2 separate regions of the Mus musculus genome follow, and region 1 is linked to region 2. Evidence: chromatin contacts called from public Hi-C data. All regions are on one chromosome and are shown on one strand. Each heading gives the region's core, a stretch centred on a gene start, on an enhancer-like site or on the middle of the called end of the contact. The rest is flanking DNA. Distances are from core to core; before and after follow the strand shown.

Region 1 (4,769 bases), core at 566-3,065, 560 kb before region 2:
ACAGCAGCTTGCTACATAGTTCCGCTGAGGAGCACACATTTTTTTTTCTCCCAGAATTTTTGAAGCATGGTCATTAAGTAAAAGTAGTGACCAGCAGGCCTCCTCATCATAATACAGCATTTACTGGTAAATAGTAAGACATCTTTCAAAACTAAAAGGCTGGGGGAATGGTCTGCTTCTTAACCTTGCATCTAGTGGCTTTAATATGTTTTGATGACTTGCGCCAGCTTCATTAAATTTCACTGAGGGTAGCAAAATGGCAATTTAAAAAAAAATCTTAATATTTTTTTGGCATTGACTAGCTGGTATTTTTATTTATAAAGAAGAGATTTTGGGCCACTGAGATGGCTCAGCAGGCAATGGCACTTTGCCCAGTGTAATAACCTGATATCAAGCACTGGACTCCACAGGGCAGAGGGAAAGAACTGATGTCTACAAGTTTTCTCCTGACTTCTCCACCTGCTGTGGCATGCATGTGCCCATCTGCACAAATATGTTCAAGTCTTCAAAAGGGAAAGTTTGCATCCCTTTACCATTTCTATCCGTTTCCCTCATTAGGATGGGATAATGGAGCAGATGAGGATGGAGAGATGGCTCAGTGGTTAAGAACACTGTCTGTTCTTCCAGAGGTCCTGAGTTCAACTCCCAGCAACCACATGGTAGCTCATAACCATCTGTACCAGGATCCAACGCCCTCTTCTGGTGTGTCTGAAGACAGTGTACTCACATATATAAAATAAACAAATCCTTATTTTTTAAAAAAAGACAGTTTGGAGCTGATGAGTTGGCTCAACTGGCTGAAATGCCTGTCTGATGATCTGAATTTGATCCCTAGAGTCTATAGTGCAAAGAGACATCCAACTCACATAAGTTCTCCTGACCCCAACATGTGCAAGGTGGTACACGTGAGCCCCTCCTATACCATATGTGTGCGCACACACACACACGTTTAAAATTGGGCTAGTGGATTTTTTAAAATATTAAATGCATTATAAGCCATTATTTTTATCATTCATTTAAAAAGGTTTATTTTATGTATATGCATGTGCCTGCATTAGTTTATACGCACCACTTGTGTGCAGGAGTCTACAGAGGCCAGAGTTAGAGACATGGGCTGCCATGCTGGGGCTGAGAACTGTACCTAGTTCTTCACTAAGAACAGTAAATGCTCTTAATTGTTGAGTAATCTCGCTGGCCTCATTTACTGTCTTTCTTGATGTTCAAATTGACTCAAATTTGACCAGTGGGAACCAGGCCCCTTTTCCTAGAGGGGTACATGGCTAGACAGAAGGAAATTGGCATTCTGTTGTAGGGAGAGGGATGGGTATGTGACAGCCAATAAGAGGTGTCACACTTTACTTTCTCCAGAGCCTCAGTTCCCTGGGTCTTAGGTGGGATCATCGCAATGGGAATTTTTAGACTCAATTAATCGGTCATGGATTAATATGGACAGCATCCTTCCCTGCCCTTTCCTCTCCGTTCCTATCACATTGCCTTTATTTCAATGTTGTCAGGAGCTGGGAGGAGAAGCTCAGTGACAAAGTGCTTGCCTAGCATGAGATCCTAGGTTTGATTCCAGCACCAGAAAAAGCAGTCATCTTACTTTTGATTTATAACACTACTTTTTTCTGTTTGCTCCTCAGTTATCTGTGAACTGGGCATGTGCACACCCCTCCCTGGAGGACTTGTGGTATCTCAAGGGTCCACCAGGATCTCTCACAGCAACGCTGAAGGCACAGTTTCAGGAGTTCCCTGGCTCTGACTCATTTTGCTGACTTTTTAGGGGGAGGTCATTGTATTAGTCACTTCATCATCTGACCCAGACTTTCCTGAATGGAGAATCCATTTGCGTCTCCTAGGATACCCTGAAAATGTCTGGGCCATGTAATGGATATTTGAGGTTTCTCATCGAGATTTTTGTTTACTGACCACTGAGGCCATTTCCCAGTGCCTGGGTATGTGGGACATTGATGAGTCACAGATGTCACCTTCTCTAGGGAACTATCCTCAGCTGCCAATGGCTGGCTGATGTGACATGGTCAAAGCTGGTGACAGGCTTCAACCTGATCCATAGGAGCACTGGAGTACAACTTTCAATAGAATCATGCCTATGTTTGGGCACCACAGCACCCCAGCCCAGCTTATTATGTTATAAATGACAAAATTGGGTATATTTAAGATATACAAGACTTGACGAATCTTGACGAAAGGATCACCACAATTAAGGTAGTTAATCTAGCCATTGGTTACCACTGTGTGTGTAGTTACGATCAAATTTTAATCATGGAACAGTATTCAAGAATATTTTATGTGTTTGGGTCTTTTCCCTGCATGTATGCCTATGCACCAAGTGTGTGCAGTGCTTAAGGAAGCCAGAAGAGGGCATCAGATTGAACACCTTTAATCCCAACATTTGGGGGGCAAGTTTGAAATCAGCATGGTCTACATAGAAGTTCTATGTCAGCCAGGGTGTCAAAGTAAGACCATGCCTCTAACAACAACAATAACAACAAACCTAATTACATATATTTAATTAATAAAGATCATATACATTCAAAGAGTACAAGGTGTACAAACACATGCTGTGTAATGCTTATTACAATCAAATTAGTCAATATGTCATTCACAACTCAAGCTGCACACTAGATCCCCAAGCCTTTTCATCTTATAACGAAAGTTTATATTCTTTTATCAACACCCCCATATTCACTGCAGAGCAAATAACCTATGAATTATAGACATTTGTTCCCTCACTGTGGCCATTGTGTGTGTGTGTGTGTGTGTGTGTGTGTGTGTGTGTGTATGTGTGTATCCCCCCACCATATTTTAAAAATGTGAGGGACTTCTATATCCTTTCCCATATTGGGTGTACCAATTTATATTTCCATCAACTGTGTGCAAGGGTTTCCTTCCTGCCAGTGTTTACCAATAGCTGTCATCACTTGTCTTTTTGATAGTGGTCATCCTAACAGAGAGTGGTGATAGACTGGTTTGGATCCGCATTTCTGAGCTGACTGGTAATGTTGAACACCAGAAAACACATGTTGTTCATGTGTTTTAGTGCTATTTGCATGATATGTAGGGGGGGGGGAAAGGACATGTTCTAGTCCTTTGTACATTTTAGAGTTGGGTTACTTCTTGCTTTTAAGTTAATATCTTGGATATTGTTAACCCTTTAGTATGAGTTATCTAGCTGGCAAATAATTCAGTCTTTAGGCTGCATTTTCACTTTCTTAGAAGCTTCCTTTGCTATGTAAGACTTTTTAATTTTAAAATTACATTTACCAGTGTGTGTGTGTGTGTGTGTGTGTGTGTGTGTGTGTGTGCGTGCGCGCGTACTTGCGTGCACGCACATGAGCACACATACCACATTCATGGCATGCATGTAGAAGTCAGGGGACACAAGGAGCTAAAGGGATCTGCAACCCTATAGGTGGAACAACATTATGAACTAACCAGTACCCCGGAGCTCTTGACTCTAGCTGCATATGTATCAAAAGATGGCCTAGTCGGTAATCACTGGAAAGAGAGGCCCATTGGACACGCAAACTGTATATGCCCCAGTACAGGGGAACGCCAGGGCCAAAAAAATGGGAATGGGTGGGTAGGGAAGTGGGGGGGAGGGTATGGGGGACTTTTGGGATAGCATTGGAAATGTAATTGAGGAAAATATGTAATAAAAATATTTAAAAAAAAGAGTAAAGCTTAGATATATATATATATATAAAAGAAGTCAGGGGACAGCTCATGGAAGTCGTTTTCTTGATCCACCATGCAAGTCCCAGGGAACAAACTCAAGCACTGTCAGCAAGCACCTTTGCCTGCTGGAATAACTTACCAGCTTGTACAAAGCCTTCTTTGTTTTGTTGTTAAAAAACTTGTTATTAGGTTTATTCTACTTTATATGTATGAATGTTTTGCCTGTGCCCACAGAAGTCAGAAGTGGGTATGGAATCTTCTGAAGCTGGATGCATGGATGGTTGTGAACCACCATGTGAGTGGTAGGAATTGAACCCAGGTCCTCTTTAAGAGCAATCAGTGCTCTAGACCACTGAGCCATTTCTCTTTAATGTAGTCATACTTGCTTATTTTGCTTTTGTTGACTGTGGTTTTTGGTGTCATATCTAAAGGATTAGTGTTAAGCTCAATATTAAGGAGCTTTTCTTCTATACTTTCTTTTAGGGGTATTTCAGGTTCAGATCTTACATTTGAGTTTCTGACCTATTTGTAGTTGATTTTTGTGCACAACTCAAGGAAAATTGTATTATGTTGAGTATGAAAAGCAGTTTTACTAACATCATTTATTAAAGACTTTCATTTACCCACTGTATGTTAGCACCAATGATTAGCTAACATGAATTTATTACTAGGCTTTAGACTATGTGTTCTATTGTTTTGATTACATTAGCTTTGCAATATATTTTGAAGCCAGGGAGTGTGATGACTGTAGTGTTAGTCTTCTTCCTTAAGCTAATTTTAGCTGGGTACTTACTAAAATGGGCCATGTTCATACCAAGACTGTGAAGAAGGTGGCCTGGGTCATCATCAAGAAGTCCTATATGTACTTGGTCCAAGTGCATGTATGAGGGGATCCCCATCATCACCAGCAAGAAACTCTGCAACAAGATAGAGAGCCCTGCTATGCATCTAACGAAGTGGATGGATTCATAGAGGTCCTGTAAGAGGTTCCTTGATCAAGTTGCTAGAGAGAAAGAGAGGGAGGAGAGATAAAATTATGTTCCCAAGGTTGCTTAGCCCTAGATCAGGAG
Region 2 (4,869 bases), core at 1,181-3,680:
GCTGTAGTTAGAAGCCATCCACAGGCAAACATCTGTCAGAAACGGTATCTGTGGCTTCAGGCCCTGAGATGAAGGGTGGTTTGTTACACAGCTGTACAAAACCGATACAAACAGAAAATACCCACAGTCCTGTGTTGTTTGTTTTCTCGGTGCTGCAATGAGATACCTGACAAAACGCAGTTAAGAAAGGAAGGGTTTGCTCTCGGTTTGAGGGCACAGTCCACAGCAGCAGGGCTGTGGGCAGCTGGTCTCATGACTTCCATAGCCATGAAGCAGAACGACATGATGTCAGTCAGGGCTCAGCTCACTTTCTCCTTTGTATTCAACCCCAGATTGTGGGATGATGTCACCCACAGTCAGGCTGAGTCTTCACACCTCAGTTAAGGAAATCTAGAAATTCCCCCTCAGGAATACCTAGAGGTTTGTCTTCTATGAGAGCCTGGAGCCTGTCAGGTTGACAGTCCATAGTAATCATCACTTTCCCTGAGCTACACTGAGAGGGAAGAGCAGTGGGCGCCAAGAAGCTCCAGACAGAACCAAGAGCACCAGGCAAAAGGTCAGGTCCCTGTTTTGAAGGCAGCAGCAGGGCAGAGGGGGACGCCCCCAGCATCACCCCACTGTCCAGGTGCAGCCCCTCCCTTTCATCCACTGAGCTTCCTCTACTCTGCCCACCACCCGCACTGATCCTTCCTGGTTACCAAGAAAGCCCACACAACTTTGCTCCGCTGGAGCAATTCTGACACCTCTCTCCCTAGCCCGTCATGTCCAGGCTTTGCCTTCACAGAGGCCCTCCTTGGTGTTCTGCCAACTTCGTGGTACCCCGGAGGGGGAGGCTACTACCACAGGTGACACAAGGCTGTGGCATCTGGGGCTTGTGTGCGAGGCTTCAGCTTCTGTTGGTCTGTTTACTATTCCAGAATGCTTGAGTCCTGGTCCATTGAGACTGCTGTTGTGCACACACACTCTGCAGAGGCTGGGCTAGGTATCTTATAAACAAGAGGGAGTTAAGGCTACCAGTTCAATAAGCTGAGAACTCTAAGGGAAAGGTGTTAGCTTCTGCCTGGTTCATGGGGGGCGGGAGAGGCAACCCTCTGCTGTGTCCCCACAAAGTGGGGGGAGGTAAGTCAGCCCTCTTTGTCCTCTTCCATTCCCTGGGGCCCTATCTTCATGGTCCGGTGGACTCCTACAGGCCTACCTCCTAAAACCTTCATCTCAGGGACCGGGACTCTGGTGTGTGAGTCTGGGAACAGGAACACGCAGTCTATAGCAATTTATCAAGCACATTCAACCGAGCACGTGAAGGCCAAGCCAACTGTGAAACAATGTTTCCTTTTAAGATAAATTTGTTTTCTACAACCGCATCTGCCATTGGGATGCAGAAGGCGGTAGACAGCCAACAGATGCCCACCTGCAGGAGTAGCACAATCCACCCATGAAGAAGATGGTTGGAAACAAGAAGAGGATGTGGTGAGCGCCTGTAACCCCAACTCTTGGGAGGCAGAGGCAGGAGGATCACTGCAAGTTGGAAGTCAGACAGGGAAACACAGCAAAGAAGGAGGGGGTAATAGAGGATGGGAAGAGGGAGAGGATGAGGAAGGAAAAGAGCAGAGTGGGTGCTCTGGCCCAGTACCTCCAACAGGCCATACTCCAGGGAGAAAGGCAGAAGGCTGTACTGCAGAGGCATAGAGGCAGTGGGAAATCCAGGTCATGTGCTGAGCAAGAGGGACTCAGCCAGTGCCCAGAAAGGTTAGTCCTTAAGACCTAGCCTGACTGGGCATAACTAAAGACGGAAGTCAAAGTAAACTTAGAGTCCTTTTAAAATTCCAGGAGGCCATGGAGGTAACCCAGCGGAAGCCCAGGTTCCCACAGTGCTAAAGGGCAGGAGCTCCTAGATAGGCCAGAACACAGTCAGCTCTAGGGCCCCACAGACCTCAAAATGCAAAGCCTTCCGCTCCAGCCACGCAATCCTGTGGGAATGAGTGATGTAGGCTAAGAAGGAGGTGTGACGGCAACACAGGGAAGGGAGGTCTGTCTACACAGAAAGCAACAGATAGCTATCGTTCTATTCTGGATGTTCAGCTTCGCAGCATATGTCCGTTTAAAAATGATGTAAAGATAAGCCAGCAAAATTAAATGCAAGAAGCACTCCCCCACTCCCAAGAGGCAGAGTCGAGTGAAAGAACGGAAATGAGTAGAGCCAGGAAGCACAGAACATTCCAGAAGCCAGAGCAGACAGAATTAGTGAGTGAGCAGCTCGGGCCACCATCATGGAACAGAACACAAGACAGCGCATTGCTGAGCAGAGACACCGAGAGTGACATGCTCTAAGTGGAAGCTCCTCAGACAGGGTGTCTTCTGCTCAGACTGTCTCATAGAGAGATGGGGGAAGGGACGAGAAAGAGGGGAAAGAGGAGGAGCGGAGGGGAGGAGGAAGTCAGGAAGGAGGGGGGACCAAAAACAGAAGTTGGTGGTCAATGTCAACAGGAGTCTGGAGGTCAGCTTAGAAGCAAGGCCAATGGAAGTTCCCCTTCTAGACACCAGGATCTTCTTTCCCAACATGGAGGTCTTCCCTTAGACCCCACTACATCCCCCTCCCTCTTCCACTCTTCCAACCCTTCATAATGACTAGGTCCTTAGGCCTTCGTGTATGTGTTTGTGTGTGTGTGTGTGTGTGTGTGTGTGTGTGTGTGTCTTAGGGTTTCCATTGCTGTGAACAGACACCATGACAAAGACAGCTCTTATAAGGGACAACATTTAAAGGGCTGGCTTACAGGTTGTGAGGTTCAATCCATTATCATCAAAGCGGGAGCATGGCAGTGTCCAGGCAGGCATGGCACTGGAGGAGCTGAGAGTTCTACATCTTCATCCAAAAGAAGCTAGGAACAGATTGTGTTCCAGGCAGCTATGAGGAGGGTCTCAAAGCCCACCTCCGTGGTGACACACTTACTCCAACAAAGCCTCACCTTCTAATAGTGGACCTGGACCACTATTCAAACCAAGCATATTCAAACCACCACACCAGCGATTTACCTTCTCTACACACAAACACACACACACACACACACACACACACACACTGCTCTGCTCAGTGATGGGATTACCATGATCCTGGTTTTTTTATGGCTTCTGAGGATAGGAAGTCAGATCCTCAAACTTGTGAGACACTTTACCCACTAAGCCATCTTCCCACCCTTAATTGTTGGCGTGTGTGTGTGTGTGTGTGTGTGTGTGTGTGTGTGTGTGTACTATAGGGGAGGCTGGGCAAGGTCCTTGTGAACAGCTAGCTTCATTGTCTAACGGTTAAGAGGACATTGTCACCATAATATGAATTTATTATATGTTATCTGTCCTCTACCAGGCTAAAAGCTGTCAGGATGCCCCTACCTCTAACCCACAGGGCAAAGACACATGTAGGAGATCTGGAAGCAATGAAGACATGGAGAGTCCCATGCTGTGCAAGGGAGACATGGAGAGCCCCATGCTGTGCCCCAGGTGACAAGCACAGACAGCTACAGCAGAGGGACCTGCCTGGCCCAGCAACATAACCAACTTAACACAGTTCACTCCCCCTCCCTCCCTCCCTCCTTCCCTCCCTCTCTCCCCCCTCCCATTCCTCTGTGTCTCCCCATCTCCAGGGTTCCCTAACCCCAAGGCTGATGTACACAGAGATTCCTCAAGCACTCCCCATACCTAGTCACTTTGCTCACAAAGGGGCTTCCTGTTAGAATTTCCATGACAATGCCCCTGAGAGATGCCCCAAGGCTTTGGCACAGAAGAGTAAGTCCCCTGGTTGATGGGGTTGAGTGGCCAGTGGGGACATATGTCAGTTATGATGCTGCCATCCCAAACTGCCCAGGGCTCTCTCCAGCAGATGGCCTTACAGAGGCAAAAGGAACACGAGAAAGCTGTCAGGGGTGAGTGAGCTGCAGAGATGTCAATGAGCTGAGATGCTGGAGAACTTGGTGCCACGCCCTTCCATGCTTTCTCTCTCATATTCGTGAGGGCCTAGATGTGGCCATGTCTAGGAAAGTCCAGGTCTTGCCCATCTTCACCTCTCACTGGTCCTTTTTCCTAAGGAAGCTGGGATGCCCTCACCTCAGGGTCTTTGTACCCGCTGGCCCAGACATCTCTAGTGTAAGGTCTCAGCTGGCCACCAACAGGATCCCAATCTGCTTCTGTACCATGCAGCGGCACCTGTGGAGAAGCACCCAGCCACATTATACCAGACTACAGCCCTGCTCACTCCACACTCCCATTTTCTGTCAGCTTCATTCATTGCAGTACTAAACTCTAAATTCCATGAGGATGAGGGTTTCGTCTGCTGTGTCCAGTACCTAGAGTGTGGTAAATTCTCAATAAGTGCTACTGATAAAACAAAATGGATGGATGGACAGATGAATGGACGGACAGATGGATGGATGAGTAGATGGATGGATGAGTAGATGGATGGATGGTTGGGCAGATGGATGGATGCTTGGGTGGGTGGATGGGTAAGTGGTTGGTGTATGAATCAGTGTTCTGTCAGTATGAGAAGATATCTGAGAAGTCTTGTAAGGAGGGAAGGTTTGTATTGGCTCCCATTTAATTTGTCCCACTTTTTAGAAATATAGCAAAGTAGTATGTCTCCATGAAAGAGCAACTGTTAACCTGCAGCAGGCAGACGAAGAAGAGGAGGAGGGAGAGTCTAGAGATAAAAATATCTCCTTTAATGGCATTCCCCCAATGATCTGTGTGTCATTAGCTGAGAACCATCAGGAGAGATTCCCTGGCATTTCGGATCTAATCCTACCAAGCTGGTCAGCTGCCTAAGAACTCACTGGGTGGGGACGTGTCCTACCTGGGCTATGTGGCTGCCTTTTGGTTCACTGG

What was found. A called contact is a pair of places that touch in the nucleus more often than the background predicts.
Region 1: a contact with region 2 is called in a Hi-C map of bone marrow-derived macrophages, with 15 read pairs. The contact joins two enhancer-like sites. A contact is called at or near these places in 2 of 39 promoter capture datasets (the C10 cell line and embryonic stem cells), 1 of 15 datasets of contacts at CTCF or cohesin (large pre-B cells), 2 of 484 Hi-C or Micro-C datasets (the AML12 cell line and bone marrow-derived macrophages), 3 of 115 datasets of contacts at active chromatin or transcription factors (embryonic basal ganglia, large pre-B cells and stem cell-derived neural progenitor cells) and 4 of 9 other capture datasets (adipose tissue, embryonic stem cells, embryonic tail and 1 more).

What each region holds. Positions count from the first base shown.
Region 1 is chr6:89,603,272-89,608,040 of GRCm38.p6, reverse strand. It overlaps the pseudogene Gm52911. Among named protein-coding and RNA genes, the nearest start is that of Chchd6, 10 kb to the right of the region's middle. Within about 2 kb of position 1,815, at least 7 of the 459 cell types and tissues checked have an H3K27ac peak or open chromatin away from gene starts, as enhancers often do. A contact at or near this core is called in bone marrow-derived macrophages, where this site is marked.
Region 2 is chr6:89,048,337-89,053,205 of GRCm38.p6, reverse strand. No RefSeq gene overlaps it. Among named protein-coding and RNA genes, the nearest start is that of Gm36639, 27 kb to the right of the region's middle. Within about 2 kb of position 2,430, at least 6 of the 459 cell types and tissues checked have an H3K27ac peak or open chromatin away from gene starts, as enhancers often do. A contact at or near this core is called in bone marrow-derived macrophages, where this site is marked.